Regions from separate parts of the Mus musculus genome. Here all the other regions are linked to region 7. A link is a contact called in public promoter capture Hi-C data. All regions are on one chromosome and are shown on one strand. The core of a region is the stretch at or near the end of the contact, and the rest is flanking DNA. Distances in the headings are between cores, read along the strand shown. Region 1 holds the start of Cpxm1 (carboxypeptidase X 1 (M14 family)). Region 2 holds the start of Snrnp200 (small nuclear ribonucleoprotein 200 (U5)). Region 3 holds the start of Ciao1 (cytosolic iron-sulfur protein assembly 1). Region 4 holds the start of Idh3b (isocitrate dehydrogenase 3 (NAD+) beta). Region 5 holds the start of Astl (astacin-like metalloendopeptidase (M12 family)). Region 6 holds the start of Pced1a (PC-esterase domain containing 1A). Region 7 holds the start of Tmem87b (transmembrane protein 87B).

Region 1 (2,700 bases), core at 98-2,597, 1.6 Mb after region 7:
GAGCCTAAGCTTGTTCATAGGCTAGGCGGGGCCCCTGGGTAAGCAATACCTGGTTCTTGTTTCTCAGGGAGAGTGAGGGTCTTTGCTGGGTGAGTGGGCACCACAGGCCTAGCAGTCCCCAAGGGACCAGGGTGCCTTAGCTTCTTTCGCTTCTTGACAACGATCTTTTTTTTCTTGATGACTCGAAGCCGGACATGCCGTTCTGAGGTCTCTAGGGTACCAGGGGACAATGTACCAAAGAAGAGAAGAATGTCATGAAACCCAGACGGAAAGGTCTGCTAGCCCAAGAAGGCATTTGGGCATATGTGACACCTACAACAATTACTGACATCCTAGCACAGCACACAAGACCTGTTTCCTAACTCCACCTGCCTCTTTTAGTCATTTCTTCAGTTTTTCCTTCTTAACACAACATCTTTGGCTCACGTCCCCTCTGACTCCCTGATTCAGGGGAGAGCAACACTGAGCCATTAGAGACTGGTCACTCTGAAGGTCTGAAGTTAGTTTTTAACCTCCAGGCCTTGCTCTGGTCCGTCCTCTTCGGTAATACTACCTCCTGTCTCTAATCTTGCATCTACTCTCATCAACCTCCAAGCCTTCCTTATCTTCAGACTAAGCCTCGGGTCTTTTCCTGAATGAAGTCCGTGCTTGGCCTACCTGCTGGCCTCAGAGCTCCTAACTAAGGAAGAAGTTGGGAAGCCAGACAGTCTGCCTGCGCCCATCACGAGGCAGTGATCTTTCCTCCAGGCAGCCTCACTCCCTGTCTTTTCCCCTCCAGTCCATGGCCTTACACACCATCCTGCATAGGCTTGTCCCCTTTTAGTCTGGTGTCTCTTCACCTTTCCAGATTCTGGCCTCAAATTTCATTTGTGAAGAAGGCAGGCTGGAGTTGGGGCAGCCAGCATCCCGCTGGGCCTGCCCTAAGACTGCTGACTAGGTCTGGCCAGGATGGGGCTGCTGACTCAGCAGCCATTGCACTGGGCTGTGCTTGTCCCCGTTCACAGGGCGAGCTGGAGGACCCAGCTGGGGGAGTGGGTCTGACCTGCCCAGCAGCCGACCATGGGACCCAGAGCTCACCATTTGCCTTTGTGGACGGCTGTGCAACGCTGCTGTGTGGAGCCAGGGTTGAGCCCGGCGCCAGGCCCGGCACTGAGGCGCTGGGAGCCCCCAGCCCCAGACCGACGGAAGGCGCAAAGGCGGTCACTGCGAGCAAGAGACCCCACATAGCGGGAAGGGTCGACGAGCGCGCTGTGCCGAGGTTCTTGGTGGGTTCTCTTCTTCCTGCGGGCGTCTGCGGAGCCCCCCGCCCCTTCCTGCTCGCCCGCCCTCCACCGCCCCACGCCCCTCTGCAGCCTCCGGCCCGCCCACAGCCACTCTCTGGAATCCGACACCCTAGGAGGGGGAGGGCTGCGGAGAGCCGCGACATCCCCCGGGGGCGGCTGACTCTGGTGAACCGCGAGGACCCCCGGGGGGGGGGGAGGGCGGCGGGCTGGGGTCCAGAGACCCAATGTCGCAGCCTCACCGGTGTCCGGCCCTACACAGGCTGCAAAGTCACCGCACATTCTGTTCGACTGCGCGCGCCTATCCCATCTGCAGGCACCTATGCAAGGCGCTCTGCACGTGGTCTGAATCTTAGTCAAACTTCAGTTTGCAGGCTGATAAACTGAAGCTTGCATTGGGCCTTGTTGACGTGGCCAAGGTAACAAAAGCTGGGGGCTTTGGAAACTACAACTTGAGAGGAAAATCCATCCAGAACTTAGGGTGCCTTGCTGGGGTGGGTAGGGCAACGGGGAAAGACCGCAGGAGAGCAGTGGGGGTGGAAGGCTAGGGTTGCGTTGTGGGGGTGAGGGGTCCTCCATTAAACCCAAAAACAAACTGTGGGTGCAAAGAGAGGCGGCGCTTCCTCTCCGACCCGCCTCCTCTCTTTTTCCCTCCCGGGGCTGCCACGTTTTGGGGTTACATAACTCGAGGAAGGCAGCCAGAGCTGATAACCAGAGGGCTGGCGTCAAGAACCGTGAGACCAAGTCTAGTCTTAATGGGATTCCCGCACTTCTCGATCCACCTCCTTCCCCTCCTCCTCCCATCCTCCTCCAGGAGTTCTCTGACCTGTTTTCCCCAGGACCCCTCTAGATTCTCCCCACACCGGAGTCACCTGCCCCAAAGAAAGGCCTGTGCCACTGGTGCTTGCTCTGCCTTCGCTGTAGTCCCCCAAGAAGTGTCTATGTAAATGAGCTGAATAACCTCAAGTCAAGCCTGCACCTTTCAGAACCACCTTTCTGGTTCTGCAGCAGAACCAGAGCCTGGTGGAAATGCGTGGGGCCAGGTGTGGGGCTCCTGAACTGAGGCCACCTCCTATAGGGACCACTGCAAAGGAGTAAGCCCTGTCATCTAGCCCAACTATGGCACTCCAGGAGGGTCAGAGAACTCTGAGAAGGGAGTGATCACGGAGGACCCATACATGTCCAAGTCCCGTTTTGGTGCTCCCACCTAAGAAGCAGTGCTAGGCTCAGCTCACCAGATAGGCATAGAGAAGTTTAAGGAAGACACCATGTTCTACTGTCCTTTCTGATGCTGTGACAAAATACTCGGACAAAAGGCAACTTGGGGAAGGTAAGGATTTATTTCTAATTACAGGTTCATTCAGGGAAGTTGAGGCAGAACTCAGGCAGGAACGAACTTGAAAAACAGAAACCAGAGGAA
Region 2 (2,700 bases), core at 61-2,560, 1.6 Mb before region 7:
ATGAGTTGGAGGCAGGGGGATCAAGAGTGCAAGAGAAGTCTCTGGATAGCAAGTTTGAAGCCTGCCTGGACTCCAGGAGATCTTTTCTCAAAAACCAGATAAGGGCTAGAGAGATGGCTTAATGGTTATGAACACTGGCTGCTCTTTGAGAAGACCTGGGTTCCAACCCCTCCACACACATGGCAACTCACAACCTATCTGCAGCTCCAGTCTCAGGGGATCTGACACCCTCTTTTGGACTTCGTGGAAGTCTGCATGTAATGATACACAAACATACATGTAGCCCAAACACCTATCTACATAGAATAAAATGTAAATGATAAACCAAACAATAAAAAAAAATTGCCAGCAAAATGGCTGGGTGGATTAGGACACAGACTTAAGGTTCACTCGTGCTTATTAAATATCAAGGGAAAGCAGAACTCACTGTTTTGCTTTCAGTGTTGTGTAGAGAATTATGAAAAGACTAAATACCACCTTTACATAAAAGGTACCACTACTGCTGAATAAAACTGAATAGTAATTCCATACATATTATTTATTTTTCATATATTTCTTTAGTAAAACATTCGTGTCACATTGAGGAGGACAAAGTTATACATATGCTGTAATCCGCACACCTAAAGTCCTGACAGGCTGTGACAAAAGATTGGGCACAAATAGTTCTTCCTCTACCGTCAGTCAGCTGACACAGGGGAGAGTCTTGCGGAAAGGGGTTTGGGGTAGAAATCCAGTCGGTTACTAGAACTAGGTACATGCTAACTTGCTTTTTTTTTTTTTTTTTTTTTTTTTGTCTTTTTGTTGTTGTTTTGGTTTTTTGTTTGTTTTGTTTTGTTTTTCGAGACAAGGTTTCTCTGTGTAGCTCTGGCTGTCCTGGAACTCACTTTGTAGACCAGGCTGGCCTCGAACTCAGAAATCCACTACCTCTGCCTCCCGAGTGCTGGGATTAAAGGAATGCGCCACCATGCCTGTCTTGCTAACTTGCTTGAACCTTCAGCTTCCTTATCCCTTAGTTTCCGTTTGCCTGCATGTCTGCCTGCCTCACAGGATGGCTGGTATGAGAAACCAAAAGAATTACAGAAAGGGACTTTCAACATACGCTTAGGGGTTGGGCCTTGGCTCTGTCGCAGGTAGAGATGCCTGGAACCACAATTTGCACGCGCGTGTGTCTCGTCGGTCAATGGAATCCTTGACCCGGATGTACTACTGTACATCTCCGCAAACCCCGCCCAGAAGCAGTGGTTAGTAACCGGAAAGTCTCACGTTTAGCGGGCGTCCCGGAAGCGGAAGCAAGTCCGTTTCTTTTCTCCGTCCCTTACGTTCGTCCTGCGTTGTACCTGTTGTGCCAGGGCGGTTCGCTGAAGCGGTTCGGAGCGTGAAGAAGAGTGGAACCCTGAGTTCCCGGAGCATCAGCAGCCATGGCGGATGTGACTGCCCGCAGTTTGCAGTACGAGTACAAGGCGGTGCGTGTGGTCTCGAAGGACCGGTGCAGACAGGGGAGGTCGTGGACAGCCACGGACACTTGAGCGGGAGATCAGAGCTGGGTGAAGGATGGATTAAAACACGAAGGAAAAACCCCGTGGAATTTGGGGCGCTTGAGAATTTAGGAGTTGGGTTTTCCCCAGCCCCCTCAGCGCTAAACTCGCACCTTCTTCTCTTTACCCGCAATGTGCCCAACATTTTACCCAAATGTGGGCTGTTGTGGATGCTCTTAGGAGCGCTGGTCGTTCACCTTCTCAGACAGCAATAGTGCTCGCGCATCGTGTAATGCTATGTTATTTCTTCTTAAGAGCATGATTTTTTTTTTATTCCACTGTTTTCCCATCATCTGCTGTCACTGTAATAACAGGATTCAAAACTATACATATCAAAGTTTTGATAAAGTATGATCTTTTCAGAACTCAAATCTTGTGCTCCAAGCTGACCGCTCTCTCATTGACCGGACCCGCCGGGATGAACCGACGGGAGAGGTTCTGTCCCTGGTTGGGAAGTTGGAGGGAACCCGAATGGGAGATAAGGCTCAACGGACCAAACCACAGATGCAGGAAGAAAGACGGGCCAAGTAAGTACTAAGGGGATGCTGGATGCTATTTTTCCATCTAATGTAAAGCCCATCTTTAGCATTAGAGCAGTAGTTTTACTCAAGTTTATATGGAAGATGAGTGGTGTGTGCACAACAACCAAGGTTTAGAGCTTCTTTGGATTTAGGTGTAATGAAGTGGAACAAAATCTATTGATACCTTTTACTGACTCGTTTCTGATTCATAGATGTTAATTTTCTTCCGGTTATCTTTTTAAAAGATCTGTTTTATTTTTAATTACGTGCATGTGTATGTTCGTGTGGGTTTGTGCACACGTATGCAGATGCCTGTGTGGAGGCCAGAGAGGGTTTGAGAGTCCCTGGAGCTAGAGTTACAGGAGGTTTTGAGTTACCCAGTGTGGGGCTAAGAACTGAACTTGGGTCCTCTTGGAAAGCAGTACTGGGGTGAACAACTCGACTCTTCTCTCCAGCCCCATCCCCGACTGTTTTCAGGACTTGAGTTAATCTCCTCTCTGTAATTCACCTCCACCATGTTGTTACAAGCTTCTCTCCCCAACCCTTCTCTCCTTTTGTTGCCCAGCACTTCCTGATGATTTCTGTTGTCTTTTCATGTTGGTGGGTTCATTTCAAAAGTTAAATACTACTTACTTTATTTTGCC
Region 3 (2,700 bases), core at 79-2,578, 1.6 Mb before region 7:
ATCCTCTTCATCAACTGTGGGAGGAACAAATTAGACCCAGAGGTGACCAGTCAGGGACAAAGCTGAAAGCCAGCGAGCTGGTTTCCTGCTGTACCCAGAGGCACCTAGACTCACCTTCCCAGACCCACACGCTCTTATCTCTGCTGCAGGTAGCCAAGAGGTTGCCAGATGGGGCCCAAGCCACTGACTTGACCTCATTTTCATGGCCCTCAAGAGTGGTCACACACTGGAAAGGGAAAGGATATTGAGTTAATGGCAGCTAAGAGTCCTAAGCCCTAGTAAAATATCTAAGAGAGCAGTTTTGTTGTTGTTTGAGAAAGGGTTTCATTCTATAGCAGGATGACCTTGGTGGACTTACAGCAATCATCCTGCTTCAGTGTCCCAAATGCTGGCATTACAGTCATGAACTACCATACTCAGCTACTATTTCTATAGTGTAGAAATTAAGTTAAGGCTGTAACTAATATGACCAAGCCCTGGGGTGCAAACAGGTAATAAACTGCTCCCATCCAACCTGTTTACCTCAAAGTCATCCTGGTTCTTCTTCCAAATACAAGTGGTGGCATCAAAGCTGGCAGATGCCAGGTAATTTCCACACGGGGACCAGGCCACTTTCCTAACGGTGCGCTGATGGCCTTCAGAAAGGACAGACTTGCAAATCCAGCTGTCACCTGCAAGCAGAGAACAGGCTAGGCTTTGGAGCGCCATCGATGCCATTCACTAAGTAGTACTTTAAGTGGGACCCTGTTGCTGGGACAAAGTCAGTCACCATTATTACTACGATGCAACCGATCAAGATTCTGAAACTGTTAAACTGCTCTTCAGGCGACTTTCCTCATTTTTCTACCTCAGCAAATATCCCAGTTCCCGCAGCAAATATCCCAGTTCCCGCAACAATTCCAGCCTCTGTTGACGCTGGCACACTCCTTCCCCGACACTTTTCAGAGTAGTGTTTTCCTCGGCACCAGGGCCACAAAGCCAAGCCAGGCCTTACCCTCGGTGCCCCAGATGCGAATTTTACGGTCGCCTCCGCAGGAAGCCAACAGGGTCCCCGAGGGGTTCCAGGCCAGGAACCAGCAGCGGGAATCCGGGTGCGCCGGGACGCGGCTCTGCAGTACCAGAGAATCTTTCATGGCGACTGTTTTAGGGTAAGGAGAGCACACCGAGAGAAGCAACGCGCCAAACGCGCTGGGCACTATAGAACCTTGAGACCGTCAGATGTACAGCTTCTGCAAAATATGTCGCCCTAGGAATTGACGTGCCCGCTGTTGACGCCGCGTGACCTTCTGGGACTTGTAGTCACTCCCCTCATCCTCCGTAACTGGAAGCCTCGCGGGACAGTCCGGAACTACCAGTACCCTGATGCCCTGCGCAAGAACAAGCGGCGCGCGCACACAGTGACGCGCACGGAGGGCAGGGCGGAGGGCCGGAGAAGAAGGAGGCGGGGGTGGGGTGGGGTTGGAGGAAGCCGGAAGTGCATCGGCCAGGGTCCGTCTGGGCGTTGCGGGTTTGGGGCCTGGGATCGTTTGGCCCGGGCAGCTAAGAAGCCTGTGACCGGGCGGAGCGGCGCCATCCCAGCCCTGAGGCCTGCTGACCGGTGAGGAGCAGGGACTAGAGTAGGGAGGGTTACTGAGGCTTAGGTCGCACCCCAAAGTGCGGATTCCCGATCTCGGCGGCCCAGCTGCATCCTCCGCCCCTCAGCACCCCTCTGTCTGATAACCCTGGTCCAAGTCTCCTCCGGTCCCCTTGCCAGTAGCCGATCCCCTCCCCCGGCCCCCCAGTACCTCCGCCCGTTCATCCTGGCATGTCTACAGCCAATGTAGTCCCCTGCCATCTCCGAGCCCTGATCCAGCACCCCTCATCCAGAGCCCTCGGTCCCCGCCCCCCGAATTCCCGCAGTCCTTTGGTCTGTGCTCAGCCCTGGGTCCCACCCCGCAGTCTCTGGTGCGGGCCCTGACAGCTCCGGGCCAGCCGCCCATTGCGTTGCTCTCCACCTGGGTACAGACAGGCTCTGCGCGCCCCGCTGAGGTCGGCGGCCACCACCAACGACCGCAGAGCTACAGCGGGCAGCCCCGGGCATGTATGCCCCTGGAGGTGCCGGGCTGCCGGGAGGGCGCCGGCGGAGAAGCCCGGGAAGCAGCGCTCTTCCCAAGCAGCCGGAGCGGAGCCTGGCCTCGGCCCTGCCTGGCGCCCTGTCCATCACAGCGCTGTGCACTGCCCTCGCGGAGCCCGCTTGGTTGCACATCCATGGAGGCACCTGTTCCCGCCAGGAGCTGGGGGTCTCGGACGTGCTGGGCTATGTAAACCCGGATCTGCTAAAAGGTGAGAGCGCTGAGCTCCTGCTCTCTTGGCTTGAGGGGCGGTGCAGAACAGATATGAGGCTGGCTGAAGTATAGATAGCCAGAGGCAGTCATTTGTCAAAGGAAACAGCCCCATTCTTGCTTGGTGTTCATGCCCACCAGGTGGCTCTGTTTGGGGGTCTAGCCTCTCATTAATTTTGATGTTATTCAGCCAAGCACCTACTCCTCACCGTCATGCTAATCCAAACTGCTGCTATTTTAGGTTTCTGCCAGAGGTAGGTAGAAGAAAAAAGGGTGTTTGTCAGGTATTACAATTAGCCTCCCCTTTCTAACGGACATGTGAGATGCAGAATAGTCGTTTGGGGCAGCTCGATCGATGGAGAAATCAGAACTGTTAATG
Region 4 (2,700 bases), core at 200-2,699, 1.5 Mb after region 7:
CACAGTGACATATACAGGACAATTAGGACAGCGGATTGTGAGCAACGCACAGAACAAATTGTAGAAAGGAAAACAGGAACATCAGGGGCCAGATTATAAAGAACTGACTTTCCTCTGCAAAAGCTGGCCCTGCAAGTGAGGCTGTCCAAGAAAGTGGGTCTATAGGAGGAAACCTACAAGCTAAATAAATAAATAAATAAATAAATTTTTAAAAATCCAATATGGGGAATAAAACAGCACAAGAGAAGAAATGGAGTGGTTAGAATGATCAGCGCACACTGGGTTAGGGTGGCCGTGCCTTTAATCTCAGCCCTTGGGAGGCAGAGGCAGAGAGCAGAGAGGCAGAGGCAGGCAGATCTCTGTGAGTTCGAGTCCAGCCTGGTCTACAGAGAGTTCCAGAACAGCCGGGGCTACACAGAGAAACCCTACCTGGAAAAACTAACAACAACAACAACAACAACAACAAACAATAAATGAACAAACCAAAAAAGAATGGGCACGCAGACACAACTAACAGGGTCTGACCCCGGTGACACAGCCTCAGCAGGTCCCAACCCCTTCCTGACATCACTAACTCCTGGTTTGCCACTGAGAAGAAACAAATTCCTAAATGTCAGTAGAGGCCAGTCTGGAAAACTGATATATACACACTGCAGAGAGAGGGGCTTTATGAACACTGCTCTTAAATGACAGAGTGCCATACAAACCAATGATGGCAACTTTGTTCTCCTTCATGGAACTCAGCACCTGCTCCAGCTTCTCCTCAGAAGCCATATTCTGCACCTCGCTCAGATGATGCTCCTTAAATTCCACAGGGACAGCAGCAGCCTTCAGGGATAAGTCCAAGCACAGGGCTGGGTCAGGTCTGAACTTTCCAACAACCCATCCATCCCTGTAGCCTGATCCGCCACCCATCCCCCGCCCCGGGCTATTCACCTTGAACACTTCCTTGACAGCATGCATGAGCTCTGGCCCCACGCCGTCTCCAGGCAGCATGGTCACAGGAAAGGCACCCTCCACCCTCACATCTTGTGCCTGTGAGTGGGGCCAGCAGAGATGGAGCAGGGGCAGAAGTGGGAGTCAGAGGGAAAGAGGTGGGGAGGGGAAACCCAGGGGAGCGGCAAGGAGGCGACAAGGATGGGCGAGAACGAAGCTGGACTCAAGCGTACCTGGCTCTGGGAAGCGGCGTGAGCCGTAGATGTTCCGAGACCTCTCCATGCCCCGGAGTTCCGAGCGGCGAGCACCGCCTGCGACAGACACAAGGTCAGATCGGGGACACCGCGGCCCCTTACACCGCGATGACCTTGCCTTCTTTTGGAAACCGCGGACAAACCCTCTGTTCTCCCGCCCACCCTCCGCTCAGGTCGTCCCGGGCCTCACTCGGGTCAGCCAGCGGACATTGCTCAGCGCTGCCATGTTCGGCCGAGGAAGTCGCGGGGGAAGTGACGCCGGAAGCGAGCGCGGTCGTGGGAGCTGGACTTCCTGTCAGCCCTGGCGAGCTTGGCGGTTCTTTCTCCCGTACCAATCGGCGGTGTGTACGGATTCACTTGAGTTCTCTCCTTCTGTTTGGTAATGTAGGGTCACAGGACACACAACCAGTTTGTCTGTTTGCTTTGTTTTCACTCGTCAGATTTAATTTCTCTTGAAAATTCAAAACAACATCCAAATATATATGGCCAAGTATTGAACAAGGATGTGAGTTTAACAATAAGTTGAGAAGTCTTGGGAATTTGTGAATGTTTGAATGTTCTGTTATGCGTTATTCTCTTAACTAGTACTCACTGTTAGTCACTTAGAATTCTTTTAAATAGGTAAAATAATTCAGATTACAAAGAAAACTGGTTATGATAAGAAAACTAACTTGGAGTTGATGAGGTAGCTCTGTAGACCAGGCTGGCCTCAAACTCATAGACCCGCCTGCCTCCACCTCCCAAGTGCTGGAATTAAAGGTGTGCACCACCACATCCTGGAAAAAAAAAAAAAGAAGCTGAAAAATAAAAGCTAATTCTTTTGCTCCACTGTATAGTATGCTATAATTTAAATTTACTAAATTGCTTAATCCTTTCTTAAATAGGCAGATACCTAGTATGAAATCTGATTTGGGCTCTTCTCAGCAACATTGCTGTGTATATCCCTGTACATTCTCCTTTGTACATATGATGAAGATTATAACTATCCTGCAGGGCACCTCTAGCCATGTATGTATTACAGGTGAAATGGTGTGTTTTCAATAGTTTGATTATAGATCTGTGTGTGTTTCACTCATGAATTTGTTCTCATGCAGTAAACAGAAAACTCATTCATCATGATAGCTGATAGTTTCTCTCCCACTACTTCTGGAAATAAAGAGTTACTGACATTGATTTAGCTGCTTAGTTATGTCCCCAGGGATCCTGGATGGGGGGCGGGTCCTCTATATCATCTCCTCTCAAAACTCCATTAGATTGCTAAACCCAGTGTCTATTTTATAATAGAATGTTGAGTATCTCATATAATTTATTGAGTGCTACACGGAAAGTGTATCAGAACAGGCATGTATGTTTTGTTGAGACAGGATCTCTCTTTATATCCCTGGTTGACCTATAACTTCCTATGTAGACCAGGCTGACCTGGAACTCAGAGAGATCCACCTGCCTCTTTGCTTTCTAAGTGCTAGGATTAAAGGCGTGTACCCCATGCCTGCCTAATGGACTTGTATCA
Region 5 (2,700 bases), core at 20-2,519, 1.5 Mb before region 7:
CTGCCTCCCACATCCTGGGATTAAAGGGGTGCGCCACCACCCCTGGCATCTTCTTTTTTAATGGGAAAAAAATGGAGTGTTTAAGGTACTTGACAAGCTTTGACATATATAAGCACTGTGAAGGAATGAGTCTGCTGGTCAAGATAATTAGCATATCCATCGGATTCCTGGAAACCAGTCTAGATTCTGCTCAGGCATCAGCAGCATCTGCTTTTATTATAGCCCCTCTGTCTGGCTCTAGCTTCTACTTCTTGAGAGATGTTTGCCCCAGGCTCAGCAAGAATGCCAACAGGTCCTTGTGGAGCTCTGGCTTTCCTTTACTGAACATGGGGGTGGACTTGGTATGTTCCAGGCTGTCCATCCAGGCCGGGTCTCTGGATGGCAGGATGTAAAGGAAGAAAGTCTGGGAGCTTTGTATTTTGAATTAGTGAAATGGGAAGGGGCCCTGGCCGATCATGTCAGTGGGCAGTGGCATTGGAAGGACCACAGTCATATGAGCGTCTAAGAGTTCAAAAGTGTCCCCTCTGCAGTGGGGGGCGTCTCTGGGTGCTGATGATGCTGGTGTTCAGTGTGAAGTTTCTCAGAGTCTTGCAACCTGTGTACTTTCCTATATGGCTTCTGAAATAAAAGCTTATAGCTGGGCATAGTGACACATGCCTTTAATCCCAGCACTCAGGAGGTAGACACAGGCAGCAGGCAGATCTCTCTGAGTTTGAGGCCAGCCTGGTCTACATACTGAGTTCCAGGACAGCCAAAGCTACTTAATGAGACCCTTTCTCGTATAAATAGAGGAGGGGAGGGGGGAGGGGAGAGATTATACGGGTATGGTGACCACATAGGGAGAGGTGCCTTGAGTTTCCCAGCAGATTTTCTGGGTCTGAACCCTCCGGTAGTTGGTGGAACAGGAAAAGGAAAGCCCCCTTTTAGTGACTGGATCTCAATCCAAGTCATGAACTACATGAGGCTGCAATGCTTCTCTGCCCTCTGGTGGCAGGAGGGGGAATCTCAGGGAAGCTACCCTGCTCAAGGGTATCCTAAGGATTTGTTTTGTGTCCCCGGCCCACTTTTTACCCACTTCAGCCAAGATGGATGGGACTATGGTCCAGAAGGCTCAGGCTGGGGACAGGGGTAGAGTCCTCTGGTAAGACTGGGCAGGTCTTCAGGTGATAGTTGTTGGGAGGAACTGCAGGTGGAGGTGGTTGGGAGGCTGCAGGTGTGGGCTGGAGAAGCCCCTATTAAAGGGGGTGGATGGTAGAGTCCCTGAGTTAAGGAGGCCTTTCCCTGCCACATTTCTGTGTGTTGCTTGCCAAGAGGGCAGTGAGGACCCACCATGGGTATCATGGGAAGCCTGTGGCCTTGGATATTAACTATGCTCTCCTTGCTAGGTAAGCTGGCTCCAGTCTCTGGGACATTGGGAAGAGGCCAGAGGCTGCAGCTGTGGCTTAAGATAATCTTAACTTAGTTTCACAGCTCCAACATGGCGTTGTAGGGTTGTACCTATGAGTGAGCCCCTGGGAACCAAGGAGGAGGCCTCCTGATACTTGTAGGAGTAGAGAGGGCCCACCTAACAGCAGATTGCCAAGTGTCATACCATATACCTACTTGTTTTAAGGTAAGCCAGTTTCTAGCCTGGCTGGGGCAGCAGGCACTCAGCCTGAGTGGAGAGAAATGTTCAAGAGTAGGGTCTGAGGCCAGCCTTGATTCTGGTGCTGCCTGAAGATTTAAAGTCTACTGTGCCTCTTTTCTGCCTCATATTGGCTGCCCTAGCCTTTCTGAGCCAAGTGTTAGTCCCTTAAAGGGATCTCCTTCACTGAAGGCATCTAGGCCTTGTCACCAGGTATGATGAGTGAGATAGCCAGGCAGGCTTCAGGAATGCATCCTGGGTGGCCTCTCCTGGAAGGGGCTGGATTTTGCTGCCTGCTGTCCCGGCTCACAGTGGAGTCCCGGGGGCATCTATATGTCTGCACTTGTCTTCCTGAGCCAGGTTTGAGCATGGGAGCACCCTCAGCATCCAGATGTTCTGGAGTCTGCAGTACCAGTGTTCCAGAAGGCTTCACTCCTGAGGGAAGCCCGGTATTTCAGGACAAGGACATCCCCGCAATTAACCAAGGTGAGAACACGGGGCCACACTCCAAAGCCATGCTGAATGTGGACATGCGGAAAAGATTGAGAGGAAATGTCCCCATGCATGCAGGGAAATCAAGTTTCATGAGGAAATGCTTGTCTGTTTTTCTGTATTCTTTTGCTGGTTAATATTTTTTATATGAGATACTGTAAATGTCTTTAGAATGATCTGATAAGAGCACTGGTGTTCTCTCGGCTTGGGACTTGAGTAAAATCATCAGTCGATATTTGAGAGCATGTCAATCTCTCTGTAAGTAGCGGTGTGTAAGCGTGACCTGGCCAAGTGGGGTGGATTGTTAAGGAACAAAGAAGTCTGTGGCTCAGGGCATCTTTGTCTGGGGATCTCGGACATGAGGAACACAGACGCATTGGGCTGAAGTTGTTGGCAATGGAAATGAATTCAGATCTTGGCGTCATCATGGGCTGAAATGTTGGCAGAACAGCGGTAATCTTGCTTTAGTGTAGATGGTGACTACTGCTCCCTTCATTCTCTGGTTAGAAGCTCAGATGGACCCAGTCCTCGGTCAGTCATATGGCTTCCCTGGCACTCGCTCTCAAAGTCACAGACTTTCCCAT
Region 6 (2,700 bases), core at 126-2,625, 1.6 Mb after region 7:
CAAGGTTAAGGTCGGCCTCACCCCCTCCCAGAGTTTCCCAAATGAAGGCCTTTGTTTTCCAGGGATTGACTCTCCAACAGCAGCTCTATGGAGGGTTGGCTTAGAGAAGAAAAGACGAGATTTTAAAGCCCTAGCTCTGCTCTTTCCAGCTATTTCCCTCTCCTCTAGCTTATGTACAGCGACCAAAGACCAAATGGCAAAATTAAGTTGGTCCCATCCCTAGGAAAACACACAACATAGCCCACAGGTCCTTTTAAGAAAATCATGAAGGGCAACAACAAATAAAGATGCCACACTCATGGGCTAAAAAATAGTGCACAAATGATATGCCGGGGCACCCAGGGAAGGTACATAGGGAATTTAAAAAAGAAAAAAATGCAGTCTAGTGTCCTGAAACAGAGTAAGAGATGGAGAAGTCTGAAATGGAGATGTGGCGTGCAGACAAAGAAAAGGTTGAAGATACAGGGCGGTGAAATGTCATCCTAGAGTGGTCACTCACTGGAGTCCCCCAAAATGACCACGAACTTGTTGTGTAGCAGCTGCTGGACTTCTGAGGCATGGAAGTGGACCATGGCGCTTCCCAGCAGGCGGTGTGGCATCTCGTTTTCCAAACAGAAGACCATGCTGCCACTGACACCAGCTGCAGGGAGAGGCCAATAAGCTGACAGAGGGCAGGGACTCTAGGTAGGTCCGGTCTGTTCCAAGATGACCCATGCGCGCTGGCCCCTCCCTGGCTGCTCTGTGTAATGGGGAGGAAAGTGGGAGCGGCAAGGCGAATCCCAACACGGCAGCAGCCTTTATCACACTCGGAGGGAAGAAGGGTCACTTGGGCCGTAGTCTTAGACTACAGCGCTTCGCGCGCGCAGAGACGCCTTTGCCCTGCCACGTGTCAACGGCGGCCCCGCGCGTGCGCATTCGTCCGCTCGCGCCAGTTACCAAGTCTCTCGGGGGCTCCAGGGATTCACGGGCCAGTAGGGCAGGCCCAGGTGCCGTGCGACAGCGTCTCGGCAGCGATGTCCTGATCTAGAGTCAATGATCCCATGCCCCTGGAGAGCGGTGGGTTCTGCAAAGATCCCGCCCCACAGAGCCCGGGTGCCCAGGTTAGCTGTAGGTACGCAGCTCGACGCCCAGCGCTCGCCATGCGTGCGCTACGGTGGTCCAGCCAACGCCTCCAGCATCTGTGCCTCAGATGCTCATGGCTCCCACTTTCGGTCACCCGTGTCCCGCCCTATGCGATCCCCAACGCCGGAGGAGTCAGAAAGGCAGCGAGGTTGGCCGCTGTGGAGGACAGAAACCAGGGCTAGGTCCACTCGGGCCGCCGCGCCGAGGGCAGGACGATAGCTCAGCGTAGCTTGCCCACAGTTCTGATGGCCGCTAAGGCGGCCTCGTCACGTGACCCCGAAGGGCGGAAGCGGAAGTGCGGCCTGAGCTTGCGCTAGGCGGGTTTTTCCTCGGCGACTCTTGCCGCCAGCTGTACTAGACATGGACTGTTACACTGCGAACTGGAATCCACTCGGGGACTCTGCCTTTTACAGGTGAGCTGCCCGACGCCCCACCTTCCGTCCCACAGCCCAGCTTACCTTGCTTGTCTGCTGCTGGCTTGAGCCTCCCGGCAGAGCCAGCAATGCTCGCCCCGGCCACTACGCGTGCTGGCGTCCGTCCCTATGGCGGCTCGCCTGAGCGTCTGCCACTTTACGCACTTTAGGGGCAGCAATCTGGTCCTTCCTTTGCGCCAACTGAGGCAAGCTGAGAAGCCACCCCTAAACCGAGGTCTGTTGGCCTCCGGAAGGATGCTTAGATCACGTAGAGGGAGGCCGCCCCGCGGCGACAGCGAGTGCCAGTCTCCTTCCGGAAACTGCTGAAGTCGGACCACAGGGGCTCTCACAGGAAGGCGGGATCGCCACAGCGGGCGGGGTGACAGTACTGACCAAAGCTGAGAAAAGGGGATGAACCGCTTTTCAGTCTTGGGGCACTATTAATGAGGAACCCGAGGCAGTGGCAACTCACCGGGGTTGGAGTGCCCTTAGCTGTGGGTCTTTCTCAAGGCTAAAACTAGTAACGTGATTACAATGGTTACCGTCTCGTTGGCTTTATTTCTTTTTAAGATATAAAGTACAAACTGCTTGTGGAGCGCTCATCAATTGGTCAGCCTACATTTGTCACTCTCTGAGTGGTTTCCAACTTAACCTCAATCATCCTCAATCCGTGGGTGTACCAGCTTCACAGAATTAATTGCAGGACCTCATCACACCAGGCAATTCCATGGCTTTGTGTTTGCACAGTTCTATAGTCGCTTCTATGGGCATTGCTATTTTCCTCTTTATCACCCTGAAGAATGTTGCTCATCTTTCAGGACCTGCTTGGTTTTCCTACAGTAGAATCCTTTTATGCCTCACAAAGGTCCAGTTGTAGAGTCTTATCATATGTGGCACACGAGGGCAGTGTTGGTATGAGTTTCTCGTGCTAAGCTCTTGAAGGCTAAGAATACTTCTATTTCCCATGCATATTTAGGCTAGTGCCTGTTACCTAATAGTTGGTCAGCCTTTGGTGGCCCACGCCTCTTAATCCCAGCACTCTGAGATTCAGGCCACCCTGCTCTATAGCTCAGGCCAGACAGGGCCACATAGTAAGACCCTGTCTTGAAATAATAACAGAAACAAGCAAAACCTAATCATTACCCAACAAAATGGTAAAGAATGT
Region 7 (2,700 bases), core at 177-2,676:
TGGTTGCTGGGATTTGAACTCTGGACCTTCAGAAGAGCAGTCGGGTGCTCTTAACCACTAAGCCATCTCGCCAGCCCATAATTACTCTTTTAAAATGTTAATTACATTTTACTTATGTATTGAGTGGGAAGTATTTGGGGGTTAAAGAACAACATTCCAGAGTCTGTTTCTGGGACCTTGTGGGTAGTCAGCTTTGGCAGCAAGTGCCTTTAACCTCAGGACCATCTCAATATTCCATTTGCTCTTCAATAAGGTAAACTCCCTGTTTAGTCTATTACTCGGAGATCGATACCTCTGTGAGATATTTAATGAGCCGTAAGATACAGTTCTGAATTGATTACTGGTTTAATGGTCTCTATTAAAGGTACTCCTTGTAGTGTGGAATGTTGCTAGCAGAGGAAGCTGGTGACCAGGGCGATATTAGAACTTTCTAGAGATCCATTCCTCTCGATTTTACTGTGAACTTAAATGTGCTTGAAAAATAGTTAACTATTTTAAAATAAGGAAATTAGAGGTATAAACAGTAACTCCTACTGAATCTAATCGGGACTAAAAAAACACCTTCAGGAAAGATTCAAATTCATATAAAACATCAATTTCCTAGTGCCACCTACTGGTGAGACCTGACTATTGCTCTCGAAACAATTTTTTCCCCTTAGTTGACAAGTATTTTGTTTTGCTTTTAGACAAGCTTGTGCAGCTCACGCTGGTCTCACGCTTGCTATGTGGCTATAGGCTGTCTTTGAATTCCCACGATCCTCCTACCTCCACCTCCCAAGTACTAGGATCTTCATTTCTGCAACTTGTCATTAGAGTGCCCCATTATCCTCGGGGCCCTGCTCTGCAAGCTGACCTTTCAACTGCGTTGCAGCCAGGTCTTTCCTTTCTAGTTTCCCTTAAGGCCCTGCCTCTTTTTCCTCCCCCTCCTCTCCCTGTTCTTTTCCCCGCCTCCATCTTTCTACACACAACCTTCCCCTTAAAGCAGCTTCTAGTTCCGCCCAGGTTCGGCCCTTTTAATCTTGTAGTCCCGCCTCCACACTTTGGTTCCGCCTTCCCTTCTCCCGGGAAGGCCCCGCCTCCCTACCACGCCCCGTGCCCATAGTCCCGCCCCAATTAAGGTCTTGGCCCCGCCTCCACTCCCGGCCCCACCTTCTCAGCCCCGCCTCCACCCGGCCCCACCTCCCAGGCCCCGCCCCCTCCGTGGGCGGGTTTCCCTCTGGACTCTCTTCCCTTCCCTCCACACTTCCTCGGTTCCTTCCAGGCCTGGCCCTGAAGCCCTGCTCCAGGTTTGAGCCTATTTCCTCTAACAGCGCCTATCCGCTTCAGCCCAAGACCCCCTCCGCATTCACGCCCGTGCTCTCGTTCCCCTCGTGGGCACGCCCCTTCAGGGGCGGAGCTGAGCCAGGTGCGGCCCCGGGGCGTGGCCGGGTTCCGGGAGCGCAGGTGCGGCGTCCGCGTCAAGATGGCTGCCGCCTGTCGGTCTGAGGCTGGCCTCCTTCCCAGCCTCCTCTGCCGCCGGCCCGCCGGGGCCCAGCTGCTGCGAGTTGCCCTGTGTCTCCTGTGCTGGGTCCCGGCGGCTGTGGACGCAGTCCCCGAGCTCGGGCTTTGGACGAGGACGGTCAATGACGTAAGTGCTCTGTAGGGACTGAGGCGTGGCGCTTCTTAGGCTCCAGGGCCCTGGCTGGATAGCTCCGCCTGCGGACCAGTCTGGCCTTGGGCACATTCACTAGGGCTCTCTGGGACCAGCGGTGGGTCCTCTGACGCGCTTCTTGAGCCTTTTGTCTAGAGTGGGCTCTGGGAAGGGAGCGTCCCCCTCCTCTGCCTAGGCTTCTGGGAAGAGCGGTCCCACTGTGCTTTCCTAAGACGGCTTCCCTTTCCAAATGTTGTTGCTGCTCGCGAGGCTCTCCACCCGCCTCTCACTGTCCTGACACGGTGTCTCTAGATCTTGCTTTTGTTTCTTCAGTTCAGAGCCCCAATCTCTGCATTCCCAGCGGCATCGCTGGGACCGAATACTTCGGCTAGGTTACTACTACTGGGGCCACATCCACAAGGCCACAAGGTTTGTCTAGCCTTTCTGTTAGAGCATAAATTGAGTGTGCTCTACAGTCGTGCATAAAGTCACCTCGCCTCTCTTATTTTTCTTGAGTTTCTGTATATTCCTTAGTGTTCATGACTTCTGCGCGTGTCTGTGGAACAGGGTGTTTGCTTAAGAGTGTTTAAAGGGCGAGTCTGATGGATGAAAACTTCCGTAACTGGGCAGGCCGTTAGAGAACTTGACGTCCTGTATGGTTAAGAGATGATGTGGGAAGAAGGCAGAGACCAAATTGTGCAAAGTCTTGCAAAAGAGACAGGATATCGGGAAGCGGCCTTGTCTTGAGTCCAGAGTCAGATGACTCGCCCAGATCTGCTTGGGATGTGTGGAAACAGCGTCTAAGTTCTAAAGGTGACATTTATATTTATATTCCTTCAACCAAAAGTAGTATCAGAAGGTGCACATACTTCCAAACACAAAACTGCAGAGGCTCAAGTGTAGGCTTCATTCTGTGGCCCGGCTCAGTGTATTCATTGCGTTTGAGATTCTTCTGAGTAGGTGCCCAGTATTTTTTTTTTTTTTTTTTTTTTTTTTTAGCTGTCATATGCTTTGTTCAGGCTGAGTTTATTTCCTGTGTAGCTCAGGCTGGTAGTGTCAGCAGCCTTTTT

Evidence for each region. Promoter capture Hi-C pulls out the DNA fragments that hold promoters and counts their contacts. Capture Hi-C pulls out chosen DNA fragments and counts their contacts.
Region 1: a contact with region 7 is called in a promoter capture Hi-C map of cranial neural crest. The contact joins the promoter of Cpxm1 here to the promoter of Tmem87b in region 7. A contact is called at or near these places in 2 of 39 promoter capture datasets (cranial neural crest and liver).
Region 2: a promoter capture Hi-C map of liver shows a contact between it and region 7, with 5 times the contacts expected there. The contact joins the promoter of Snrnp200 here to the promoter of Tmem87b in region 7. A contact is called at or near these places in 4 of 39 promoter capture datasets (hippocampal neurons, liver and pre-B cells), 2 of 484 Hi-C or Micro-C datasets (both in cortical neurons), 1 of 115 datasets of contacts at active chromatin or transcription factors (embryonic forebrain) and 1 of 9 other capture datasets (adipose tissue).
Region 3: a promoter capture Hi-C map of adipose tissue shows a contact between it and region 7, with 2.8 times the contacts expected there. The contact joins the promoter of Ciao1 here to the promoter of Tmem87b in region 7. A contact is called at or near these places in 4 of 39 promoter capture datasets (the 3T3-L1 cell line, hippocampal neurons, liver and 1 more), 2 of 115 datasets of contacts at active chromatin or transcription factors (astrocytes and embryonic stem cells) and 3 of 9 other capture datasets (adipose tissue, embryonic tail and liver).
Region 4: a contact with region 7 is called in a promoter capture Hi-C map of liver, with 3 times the contacts expected there. The contact joins the promoter of Idh3b here to the promoter of Tmem87b in region 7. A contact is called at or near these places in 5 of 39 promoter capture datasets (the C10 cell line, cranial neural crest, erythroid cells and 1 more) and 1 of 484 Hi-C or Micro-C datasets (embryonic stem cells).
Region 5: a contact with region 7 is called in a promoter capture Hi-C map of hippocampal neurons, with 6 times the contacts expected there. The contact joins the promoter of Astl here to the promoter of Tmem87b in region 7. A contact is called at or near these places in 5 of 39 promoter capture datasets (hippocampal neurons, liver, neutrophils and 1 more).
Region 6: a contact with region 7 is called in a promoter capture Hi-C map of liver, with 3 times the contacts expected there. The contact joins the promoter of Pced1a here to the promoter of Tmem87b in region 7. A contact is called at or near these places in 1 of 39 promoter capture datasets (erythroid cells), 1 of 484 Hi-C or Micro-C datasets (CD4 T cells) and 2 of 9 other capture datasets (adipose tissue and liver).

What each region holds. Positions count from the first base shown.
Region 1 is chr2:130,396,282-130,398,981 of GRCm38.p6, forward strand. Cpxm1 (carboxypeptidase X 1 (M14 family)) reads right to left here and starts at 1,348. Exons shown (of 14, transcript NM_019696.2): 1 at 1,078-1,348; 2 at 50-211. The coding sequence starts at 1,225.
Region 2 is chr2:127,207,076-127,209,775 of GRCm38.p6, forward strand. Snrnp200 (small nuclear ribonucleoprotein 200 (U5)) reads left to right here and starts at 1,311. Exons shown (of 45, transcript NM_177214.5): 1 at 1,311-1,463; 2 at 1,899-2,062. The coding sequence starts at 1,419. It overlaps 1810024B03Rik (RIKEN cDNA 1810024B03 gene), which reads right to left and starts at 1,205. Exons shown (of 2, transcript NM_198630.2): 1 at 1,100-1,205.
Region 3 is chr2:127,246,488-127,249,187 of GRCm38.p6, forward strand. Ciao1 (cytosolic iron-sulfur protein assembly 1) reads right to left here and starts at 1,329. Exons shown (of 7, transcript NM_025296.4): 1 at 995-1,329; 2 at 523-671; 3 at 115-226; 4 at 1-14. The coding sequence starts at 1,133. It overlaps Tmem127 (transmembrane protein 127), which reads left to right and starts at 1,461. Exons shown (of 4, transcript NM_175145.4): 1 at 1,461-1,597; 2 at 2,005-2,322. The coding sequence starts at 2,079.
Region 4 is chr2:130,283,002-130,285,701 of GRCm38.p6, forward strand. It overlaps Idh3b (isocitrate dehydrogenase 3 (NAD+) beta), which reads right to left and starts at 1,450. Exons shown (of 12, transcript NM_130884.4): 1 at 1,381-1,450; 2 at 1,170-1,247; 3 at 937-1,035; 4 at 708-828. The coding sequence starts at 1,416.
Region 5 is chr2:127,340,367-127,343,066 of GRCm38.p6, forward strand. It overlaps Astl (astacin-like metalloendopeptidase (M12 family)), which reads left to right and starts at 1,270. Exons shown (of 9, transcript NM_001291003.1): 1 at 1,270-1,385; 2 at 1,985-2,110. The coding sequence starts at 1,331.
Region 6 is chr2:130,422,913-130,425,612 of GRCm38.p6, forward strand. Pced1a (PC-esterase domain containing 1A) reads right to left here and starts at 1,376. Exons shown (of 7, transcript NM_178762.4): 1 at 500-1,376. The coding sequence starts at 623. Vps16 (VSP16 CORVET/HOPS core subunit) reads left to right here and starts at 1,408. Exons shown (of 24, transcript NM_030559.3): 1 at 1,408-1,535. The coding sequence starts at 1,483.
Region 7 is chr2:128,816,877-128,819,576 of GRCm38.p6, forward strand. Tmem87b (transmembrane protein 87B) reads left to right here and starts at 1,427. Exons shown (of 19, transcript NM_001355629.1): 1 at 1,427-1,627. The coding sequence starts at 1,463.